2 separate regions of the Sus scrofa genome follow, and region 2 is linked to region 1. The links are chromatin contacts, called in public promoter capture Hi-C maps. All regions are on one chromosome and are shown on one strand. Each heading gives the region's core, a stretch centred on a gene start, on an enhancer-like site or on the middle of the called end of the contact. The rest is flanking DNA. Distances are from core to core; before and after follow the strand shown.

Region 1 (5,428 bases), core at 2,270-4,769:
CATCTTCAGATAGGTTTTCCCTCACTTTAATTTAAGAGCACACTGGGAGGCAGGCAAGGCTGGTACAGCTACTTGACACTTAAAACTACATCTCTAAGAAATTTATGTTTGTCCTCACCACCATCACCCCAAAATTCTAAAGTTAGGGTGACCTTTAGTCTCCAGTATTATTTAAAAATATAGAAAGATGACTGTTTATATACAAACTATAATTCCTTTCCACAATAATAAAACTACCTGCGGAAGTGGGGCAACAAGCACAGAAAACAATATCAAACACCACCTTTATCTTTCAACAATATTTAGCCAGAGCGCCTTACCATTACTATCAAAAGCCCAAAAAGACAAGTTTAAAGCTGCCAAAGACACCAAGCTGCTCTTCAAAAAATCAAAACCGATTCACAAATTACATAAATATTTCTATGCTTAGAAATAATGATCACTTTTCCCTTGAAAATTCCAAATGAACAAGAACCTAAATCCACAGGGAATGGTAAGAATTTCTGACAACACAGCAACACTTGTTTACACAGCATGCTGAACACAATTTACGTCCCCAAAGTCACATCTTTGATCCTGAACTATCAACCCGGCAATAAATATTTATGGAGTAACATTTAAAACCCCTGAACTACAAAGGCGTTAAGGAACACACATTTTGTCAGATGACATCCTCTTCCTCCTGCAGGATATGAGATTATTCAACAGGACTAACACTACTTAACGATTGTGAAATTTTCAAAGAAAAATCTGAAAGCCATTGCACAATAAGAGATCTAGCCCTTTAGCCTACACCTTATTAGCAAAAGGAAAACTGAAGAATCACCTTCTATTGAGCAACGAAAGTAGGAACCCCACCTCGAGCAGTGGGCAAGGAGGGAGAGGTCCTAGAGAAGGGCAGGCCACTGTTCCTTTATTCGACTCTCGAAAAGACTCTCTGCTTCATGAAGTAAGAAAGATTTAGACAGCTGATCGAGGGTCTCAAGCACAATGGAGATTATCTAATTCAAAATGTTTAACATCCAAAAGTTCTATGTATATTACTGAACCTTGTTCAAAGTTTAAAAGGAAATCAAGTTTTCTTTCCTTGTGACACTGAAATTCAACTAATGTGCTCAAGATTATTTTAACCCCGTGTATCTCATTTTCCATTTCTTGTTAACAGTCTCATAATTCGGAATTTAAAAAAATTAACAGGATCCAATCTGTGCAGTGGAACTGATTCCTTTGTTCAAAAAGCGCAAATTAAATAACTATAACTTTTTAACCTAGGATGGTATCATCAATCTTTAGAAAAATTAAGAAGTTAATCAACATTTATTCAGAAGAAATTAAAAGCATTAACTAGAAGTAAGACTGTGGCAATATAGGAAAAAGATGATATTCAAATGCAGCTAGCTGTTAGCCTAAGTCTGGTACCATTTGCGCTTTTTAGAATAACCCAGACACAGAATGGAAACTCAACGCAAGTACCCCGACTCCCTACCGTGGTTCCTTTCCTTCCACATTATGACTTCACCCACTATTAGAACAAGGGGTTTAAATGTAAGCTATATAGCAATTGTAAAATACTGTGCCAGGCCCTGAGGATACAAAAGGGGTTCCTGAACTCTAAAGCTTCTGTTTTAGGCATTATGCTGCAACAATTTCGTCCAGAGGAATCTTCTCTGGAGAAGTTCTTCAGTCACTGGCTAAGCACACACAGAATGTTAAGAAATCATACTCATCTCCCTTATAGGGGTTTACAACTTTAATCATGCAGTACTCTTTCAACTATGTTATCATTTCAGCCGATACTCTCTGAATTGAAATTCAGTGAATAAATTACATCGTCGGAAAATGACTACTGCCCCTTAAAATCTTTTCCTAGAAGCACCACTAATGTCTATCTACTCTACCCAAAGAACAATAAAACACACAGGCAATTCATAAAAGAGTATCTGTAACTGTCAGGTACAAATTTATTGTCAAAGTCTATATAAGAACGTCAATTTCTTAAGCCATTTATTTCAGCTCCTATAAACTCTCAACAGGCATTCTCTAATGAAAATAATTGCCAGAAAAAAAAGCACATCTCCGCAAACCATAGACTCAAGTCGCCTTCTTCCTCACTCTGCAGTGCCATCACATGACCCAGTGACTGATCAGGATGGGATTAGTCAGGCAGGAGAGCGCCCCAAACTGAAACCCTTCATCTGAAATTCTTTTTAACCAAGAAGCCACCCACAAACAGGTACTCTGGCAAGTAACCAGTGCAAATACGGTCTCATCACCGGGGGAAACGTCCGGTGCTTTCCTAAGCTTTAAAGAGTCAATTTCCAGGGCTCATTCCCAGTTCCTAAGGAAGCTCTGCAAGAGGTCTGATGCTACTACACAAGAATCATTTCTTTGGGAACTGCTGAGCAGTCCACTTAGGCCTGCTTTATGAAGGTCTGTTTACAATCACAACGCAAACATGCCTATGCATATGCTTTGCACATATGGTATATAATATAGGCAAAGCTGCTGTCTTCCCCAAAACAGCCTTGCACTCAACAAAGTCAATCGTAGAAAAAGGTCCGGCAAGAAACCTGGTATATTCCTGTTCTGTGAATAATGAGGTGTCGACCCTGGCAAGCCCTGTCCCTCCCGGAACCTTAGGCGTCTCACTGTAAAATGAGAGGGCTAGACTAGATGACCTGCAGGGTACTTTTCAGCTCTAGCTTTCTCTCATATCTAGGTGTTCTCCTGCGGAGCAGCCTCTCCTGCAAACAACATCTCCCTCTGGCTGTGGGCCTGACCTCCATCCACGAAAGGCCTCACCACGTCAGCGATGACACCACACCGTCTCCCTCCGCAGGAGCGCAGGACCTGCCCTGAGGTCCACACCCCGGGCAAGGAGATGGGAAGGGACGTTCCCCTGACCCCTGCAGATCCAAATGAGGCCAGGGGAAGATTAGGATAGGAGTGGCAAGGAGCAGCCTTCCCTCCGAGACAGGAAGCAAGCGCCTGAGCATGCTCCAGCCCCGGGAAGCTGGAGAGGGCGGGGCAAGAGCCAGCAGCCCACCAACCCAGAAAAAAGTTCCCGCTGGCGCTCTTGCACTTAGCCCACCTCAGTCATGGAAATTAAGGTACACTCAAATCTTCTCCTAGAGAGAGACGTCTGGGTCGGAATATGGGGACGCCAGAGGGAAAAACAAACCCCGTCACACACCCCACCCCTCTGGCTAAGCAGGTGAGTGGGAGCAAGGGGCTGGGCTAAAAGCAAAGACAGGATCCGTCTTGCTCTCGAATACTCACTGAGACGAGGCTGGGAGAGGTAGTTACGGCTGACTGCCAGCGCCTGCTCTCGAGACCCCACCATGGGCCCGCTGGTGGATACGGGTAGCTCAGGCGCGGCCCCGTTCACGATCCCCCGCATCGCCCGCAGCGCCATCTTGTCTCCTCCGTCCCGACTGGCCCCGCAGCGGCGCCGCGCAGGCGCAGATATAGCTGGGGCGGCCCGCGCCCCGCTCCGCCCATGCGCGCTGCGAAGCCCCCGCCCCCTTGGTTGAGCCCCGCCCGCCGGCGTCCTTGTGACTCGGGATCCGCGTGGGCGGGGCTAAACCCGCGCGCCCTCGAGAGGAGCTGACCAGCGTGCTGGGGGGCGGGCGCCCGGCCAGGGAGAGGCACCCAGAGAAAGGCAAGGTTTGCGGGAGAAAGAAGACAAGAGGGAAGGGGAAGAAAGGCGATTCCATGCAGGAAAACGCCAACCGATGTCTATTTCGTTACGGCATTTCATTATTTTGAGTGAAGAGAGTTCTAAAAATTGCTTTGAGAAACAATATAGAACCTATTCCGGTGACTATTACTTCTTTCACTTTATTAGCTTCCTTTCCAATTCATTCACTTATATATCGGTTCAAAAATATGTATATATTGGACTGTTTTAGGGTGATAGTGGCAGCGTGAAAGACCAAAGTGGGATGTGTTTGAAAAGTATTTAGGGCGCAGAACTAGTGTAAGAATGACGAGCTGGCTGTGGAAGATGGCAGTACAGGCTTGCAGCCCGAGTGCTTGGTGGGTTTTGGTGCTGATTACTGGGTAGAAAATAGAGAAGGAAAGTGAGGAATTTTACTGGTGGTGGAGGAGGAGAAGTAGTAAGCTAATTGGGGGCGCTGTTTGGTTAAGTTGCCTGTGGAATATTCAGAATGAGATTTCTGTTGGACTGAATAGGTACACATCCCAGGAGTCGATCTCCGGGCTAAATCCAAGATCAAATTTATAATATCACCATTTGGTAATATGAAAATAAAACAAATAAGCTAGAGAGTGTGCGTACTATGGAAGATGCTAAAGACCAAGATTAGGGAATGAGTAAAGGAAAGAGCATCCTGTAATCAAACTTGGGATGTTACTGGAGTTGGAGAGAACCCAGAGCACATGTCCTGGAAGAAAAAGAGGAGAAAATCTTAAGGATGGATTATGGTACTATTAATGCCAAAAACTGAAGAGAAGGCAAGCAGGAATATAAGTTGCCATTGCCTTTGGCCTTTAGAAGACCATTGTGATGTGATATATATATATATATCGGTATATCTAACAAATGTTTTCAATTGTTTATGATTTATTAGATATCATATCATATATATTATATATATGTGATCTATATTTATACATATATGTATACAGAGATATTTATTGAAACATTTGTGAAATAGCAAAACTGTAGAAATAATCTAAGGTACATGTCCCTTCATAAGTTCTGGCCTAGTCAAACATATTCCTCAGCCTTTGAAGAATTAGTACAGCCTTAAGTGTTGAAATTTTTAAAATCTTCCAAGATAAATTAACGTTTATTTTATTTTATTTTTTGTCTTTTTGCTTTTTCTCGGGCTGCTCCCACGGCTTATGGAGGTTCCCAGGCTAGGGGTCTAATTGGAGCTGTAGCTGCCAACCTACGCCAGAGCCACAGCAACGCCAGATCCGAGCCGAGTCTGCAACCTACACCACTGCTCACAGCAACACCGGATCCTTAACCCACTGAGCAAGGCTAGGGATCGAACCCACAACCTCATGGTTCCTAGTCGGATTCGTTAACCACTGCACCACGACGGGAACACCAAATTAAGGTTTTTTTTAAAAAAGCAGTTGCAAACTTGTATATAGAGTAGATTAATCTGTATACATTCTAAGTACATATGTGTATATATGTGTGAATATGAAGATGAAACTTCTGCCTTTTTTTTTTTTGTCTTGCTTTCAGCATATGAAAGTTCTCGGACTAGGGGTCGAACCCCTACCGCAGCTGCGAATCCGAGCCACTGCAGTGATAACTCTGAATTCTTAACCCACTGCACCACAAGAGAACCCCTCAAGAATTCTTTTTTTAAAAACGATTTCAAAAAAATTATAGTTGGCTTACAATGTTGTGCCAATTAAGAGTTCTATTTTTAATTTATAACCTTTC
Region 2 (5,247 bases), core at 1,545-4,044, 1.9 Mb before region 1:
AAAGTTTGAAAGGCACTTCTCTGGCAGTCCCCAGGATGGCCCAGAACGCCCTTTTCTTCTCTTTTGTTGCTGCTCCTGCAGCAATATGGAAGGGATTGAATCTAAGCTACAGCTATGACCTACACCACAGCTGTGGCAACACCAGATCCTTAACCAACTGTGCCATGCTGGGGATAAAACCCACACTGCCGGAGACAATGGTGAGCCTTAACCCGCTTTGCCACAGTGGGAACTCCAAAGCCCTTTTCATCTTCCTCTGTAAGGAGATGCTGAGTCGGCCCGCAAACCATGCAGCTCCCATGTGATGTTGTCTCTCCTTCAGGACGAGAAAAATGAAATAGGCCATCCATTTCCATACTCCTAACCACTTCCCAAGGAGTTTTTCCCACACCAGCATCCCTGGCTACCCATTGGTCTCTGAATCCACCTGATCAAATCCAGGCAGCAGTGCTGAGTGCCGAGAGCTTTACGTGACTCTGCCCTCTGCTCCCAGAGCTCATGACATTGGTCTCTTAGAGCTGTTTTGGTAAAGCGCATGGCATGTACGGCAGAGGCCTGAGCAGTGCACTCCTCTGGTTTCCTTCCCAAGGCAACTGAACCCCCACGGTAAAGGAAACAGCTTGTTTACATAAGCACCCATTATGGGGTTACCCCAGAGTGCTGGTCTAATTCTCTGGTTCCCCCAACATTTCGGCACCATGCCTCCATCATTGCTTCTCTAAACCATCTGGCTCTAAGTTAAATATTCTTTGGGGAGCTTAGATTTCTCCAAAGCAATGTATCTCCTTGCATGAAATGTGGATTCCACTTAGGGGTGAGCAATAAGAAGATCGCCGAATTCAAGATCAGATACCCTGCTACTTCCTCCTCTGCCTCTGTGACCTCAGGAGGGTCTCAAACAGGTGTGTTTATACCTGCCCTTCCTTCTTCCAGGGATAGTGTGCCTGGTGCCCGAAACCTTTAGTAAGTATAAGGCACTTTTGATAACTATGGAGCTTTTTTTTTTTTTTTTTTTTTTTGTCTTTTTGCTATTTCCTGGGCCGCTCCCACAGCATATGGAGGTTCCCAGGCTAGGGGTCAAATCAGAGCTGTAGCCACCGGCCTACACCAGAGCCACAGCAAAACGCGGGATCCGAGCCACGTCTGCAACCTACACCACAGCTCATGGTAACGCCGGATCCTTAACCCACTGAGCAAGGGCAGGGACTGAACCCGCAACCTCATGGTTCCTAGTTGGATTCGTTAACCACTGCGCCACGATGGGAAGTTCTTTTTTTTTTTTTTTTTTTTTTTTTAAATATAAGTATAAGAGGTTACTGTTTTAACCTAGAAAGATAATCTCCAACTGACTGGAACTCAGTTGTCTTTTTTTTTTTGTCTTTTTAGGGCCGTACCCACAACATATGGAAGTTCCCAGGCTAGGGGTCGAATTGGAGCTGCAACTGCCAGCCTACACCACAGCTACAGTGACATGGGATCCAAGCTGTGTCTGTGACCTACACTGCAGCCGGAGATAACTCCGGATCCTTACCACACTGAGTGAGGCCAGGGATCGAATCCAAATCCTCATAGATATTAGTTGGGTTCTAAACCTGCTGAGCCACAACGGGAACTCTGGAACTCAGTTGTCTTTATAATGCTCACAAAAGCTGGAAAGATGGTGAACTCCAGCAGTTGAGATATGCTTGGGGAGCATAGCGTGTGGGAACGTTCATGTTTCTATAATCTCATGGAGGTGGTGTACGTGTGTGTCACCATGGTGGGGGCAGGGAGTGCTCCCCACAGAGTGAAACCATTGCAGCAGAGTGTGTGAAAGTGGTGAGGTGATTTCGTCCACGGTGCTGGGCGTGTGTGTGCTCAGCTCCTCCTGGGTTGAGAGACCTGGGTTCCGGTTTGGTGGCCTTGGATCTGTCCCTCAGACCTTCCTGAACCTCAGTGTCCTCATTTTTATTTATTTATTTATTTATTTATTTATTGGCCATGTCCCTGGCATGTGGAAGTTCCTGGGGCCAGGGTCTGAACTCATACCACGGCAGTGACAATGACAGGTCCTTAACCCACTGAGCCACCAGGGAACTTCACGTTTCCTCATTTTTTTTTTTTTTCTTTTTGTTGTTGTTGTTGCTATTTCTTGGGCCGCTCCCGCGGCATATGGAGGTTCCCAGGCTAGGGGTTGAATCAGAGCTGTAGCCACTGGCCTACGCCAGAGCCACAGCAACGCGGGATCCGAGCCGCGTCTGCAACCTACACCACAGCTCACGGCAACGCCGGATCGTTAGCCCACTGAGCAAGGGCAGGGACCGAACCCGCAACCTCATGGTTCCTAGTCGGATTCGTTAACCACTGCGCCACGACGGGAACTCCACGTTTCCTCATTTTTAAATGAGGGAGTTGGACTGGTTGATTTCTATGGTTCTGACCTTGTTTTGTCATGCTAAGCATTCAGCTTGGGGCGAGGGGGCCTTGGTGACTGGTTTTACTGTCAAATTTCTTCTGGGTCTCTGTTCCAGTGGGTCTCTGTTCCAGTGGGTCAGCCACTCTGTGGTGGTGACTCTCCATGCCAGGTTCTGTACCTGAGTTGTTGCTCACTGAAGCAATGGAATTTGGCTTTTTGGAAATGCTGTCTTACTCACTGAAAAATGCAGGAAGCTTGAGTGTGAAACTCACTCATCAAAAAGAAAACACACACACACACAGCAAGAAACCACAGGGCCTATCAGCTTGTCGTCATCAAGCAGACTAGAATAGTGCAGAATACTCTAGGCAGAGAGGAAATGAACTTGAGAGAAGGGGGAACATAGGGCAGTGAGGAGAGAAAGAGGGCGGGAGTGGAAGGAGCGCTGAGGCTCAGGGCCGGGGATGGTGGGAGGATGGAGGACGTGGTGAAGCAGGGCTTCCTGTACCTTCAGCAGCAGCAGACTTTCGGGAAGGTAGGAAGAGCTGGACTGGGCTGGGCTGGGGCTGGGCCGAGAGGCTGGGGCTTCGCTAGACTCTCCCGGGGAGGAGAGGAGACCCTGGAATGTTCCAGAACCCTTAGGAGATGCCAGGGACTGTGCCATCAACCGCCTCAGGCCCAGAGCACAAGCTTGAGAGGGCTCTTTCCTCAGCAGCTGCTGACCTCCCTGACCAGGCCCCAGACTCTGCTCTTGCTGACGGCTGCTGACCCGGGGTGGGGGTGGGGAGGAGTGGGGGGAGGGGCTCTGGCTCTGTTTCTTGCCTTTCTTGCCCTGTGGCAACTTCTCACCAGGGCACCTTGGGAGGGGATGGAGGGAATGGCAGAGGGGATCATTTGGGATTGCAGTGGGAGTTCCTTCCTTTTTTCCTGCCCCAGTGGGGTGCGTTTGGCCTGTGAGCTTGAGCTTGGTCTCTGGGAGCCAGGGCCCCGTGGTGTCCTGATTCCTTTCCCCTCCTTGGCCTCCTTGAATGAGGAAGTGCTCCTTCCTTCAGCTGACCCACCCCAGGGCTCCTCTCCGTCCGTCTGTCTCTCTCATGGCCTGACTTGTCAGGGGATGGGGCGGGAGGGTTCAGGAGGGTCAGCTGACGTTCCTGGGGACAGGTGCCTTCCATGAGGCCTCACACAGAACCAGAATGATGGGCCCCAGTCTGGGCCATCCTTCTGGGCCTCAAGACGCACAGGCTTTCTGCCTGGTGACTCGGATCCCCTGGGTTGGGCCTGCCGGGCCTCCCTGCAGTCTGCCTCCACGGGGCTCTCCACTGTGCCTTTTCTACCTTTAGCATCTTCTCCGCTGTCCTCACAGGCCTCCTTCTGGGTTGCTTGGGGGTGGATCTCCAATGCTTCCTAATTCCCAAGGCCTCCGTTAGGCTCCCTGCCTCCTTGGGTCTCCTGTGATCCTCACCTCCGTCTCCCTTGGGCCCTCCTCTCCCCTCTGGTCACCGTCTCTCCGTCTCCCCATCTGGGGGCAGAAATGGCGCCGGTTCGGGGCTGTGCTGTACGGAGGGTCGGGCTGTGCCCTGGCCCGGCTGGAGCTCCAGGAGGGCCCGGAGAAGCCTCGCCGGGGAGAGCCCCCCCGGAGGGTCATCCGTCTCAGTGACTGCCTGCGGGTGGCCGAGGCTGGTGGGGAGGCCAGCAGCCCCCGGGACACCAGCGCCTTCTTCCTGGAGACCACAGAGCGCCTGTACCTGCTGGCGGCCCCAACCACAGAGCGTGGCGACTGGATACAGGCCATCTGCCTCCTGGCCTTCCCGGTGAGTCGTCCAGGGCTGCGGAAAGGCGTGGGGGCACTTGATGCTTGCTCTGGGCCAGTGTTGGAAGGGCCAAGGTCAAGATGCTGGGGTGGGGGAGGAAGCATCCCGAGTCAGAATAGGGGGTAGCTGGTTGAGTGTGTTTTGAAAGAAAGCTGGGCCAGAGGTAGGGCTTGGGGTTGGTGATGGTGGTGAGCCTTGGGTTTCCTCCCCAGGGCCCGAGGAAGGAGCTGTTAGGCCAGGAGGGAAAGGGCAGCCGGCCCCGCATGGAGGAGAATGAACTGTACAGCAGCACGACCACAGGTGAGGTGGGGGGCTGCCTCTTTTCCGTGGGTGCTCTCCCCAGGGCGTACTGGGGAGGCAGTGCAGGCTGGCTGACTGCCAGCGGAGTCTTCCTGCCTTGTGGTTGCCCCTGGCCCTGGCCAGCCCCTTATCAGCATCGCTTCCGGCCTGGCCTGTGGTGGGGGAGGCTGGCCAGCATGCATGTCAGCTCTTCACCTGCAGTCCGCTCCCTCTTGTCCAGGCCCTGCTGCTGGGAAAGGCCCAGCCGGAGGGTCTGGGTGAAGGTGCTGCTCTTGAACTCTCTCTTGTGGGCACTGAGCAATTGACTGTAAAAAGAATGGTTTTCTTCCCGTGGATTAAGGTGTCCTGGGACAAGGGAGCTTTTGGCTGACAAGGCAGTCCCCCTCCTGCCCTCTGGATGGGTGTGTGTGGAGAGCAGGTGGACTGGGGGCTGGGGAGACATCCGGGCTCCTAGCCTCGGAGGGCACCTGATGGCATCGGTAGGAGGAGGGTGGGCCGAGGGCTGGGCGGGCAGGGTTGGCTGCACCTGCAGCCGTGACTGCAGGGATTGGGGAGGCGGCTGGGTGGGGGCAGAGATGAGATGGAGGAGACAAGGCTTTGGCTCTGGCGACAGGGGCCGGAAGGAAGTGGCACGAGGTCAGGGTGCATGTGGCTAGGGTGTGATGTCTCCTGGGGGGGAGGGGTGGAGGTACCTGGTATTTTGGGGAGTATGACCTGGCACAGAGCAGCACAGCTTTTGGG

The links. Promoter capture Hi-C pulls out the DNA fragments that hold promoters and counts their contacts.
Region 2: a promoter capture Hi-C map of fetal liver shows a contact between it and region 1, with 3 times the contacts expected there. The contact joins the promoter of DOK2 here to the promoter of ATP6V1B2 in region 1. A contact is called at or near these places in 1 of 5 promoter capture datasets (fetal liver) and 1 of 2 datasets of contacts at active chromatin or transcription factors (alveolar macrophages).

Annotation. Positions count from the first base shown.
Region 1 is chr14:4,287,348-4,292,775 of Sscrofa11.1, reverse strand. It overlaps ATP6V1B2 (V-type proton ATPase subunit B, brain isoform), which reads right to left and starts at 3,519. Exons shown (of 14, transcript XM_003483379.4): 1 at 3,280-3,519. The coding sequence starts at 3,415.
Region 2 is chr14:6,178,442-6,183,688 of Sscrofa11.1, reverse strand. It overlaps DOK2 (docking protein 2), which reads left to right and starts at 2,794. Exons shown (of 6, transcript NM_001185102.1): 1 at 2,794-2,930; 2 at 3,925-4,206; 3 at 4,419-4,506. The coding sequence starts at 2,871.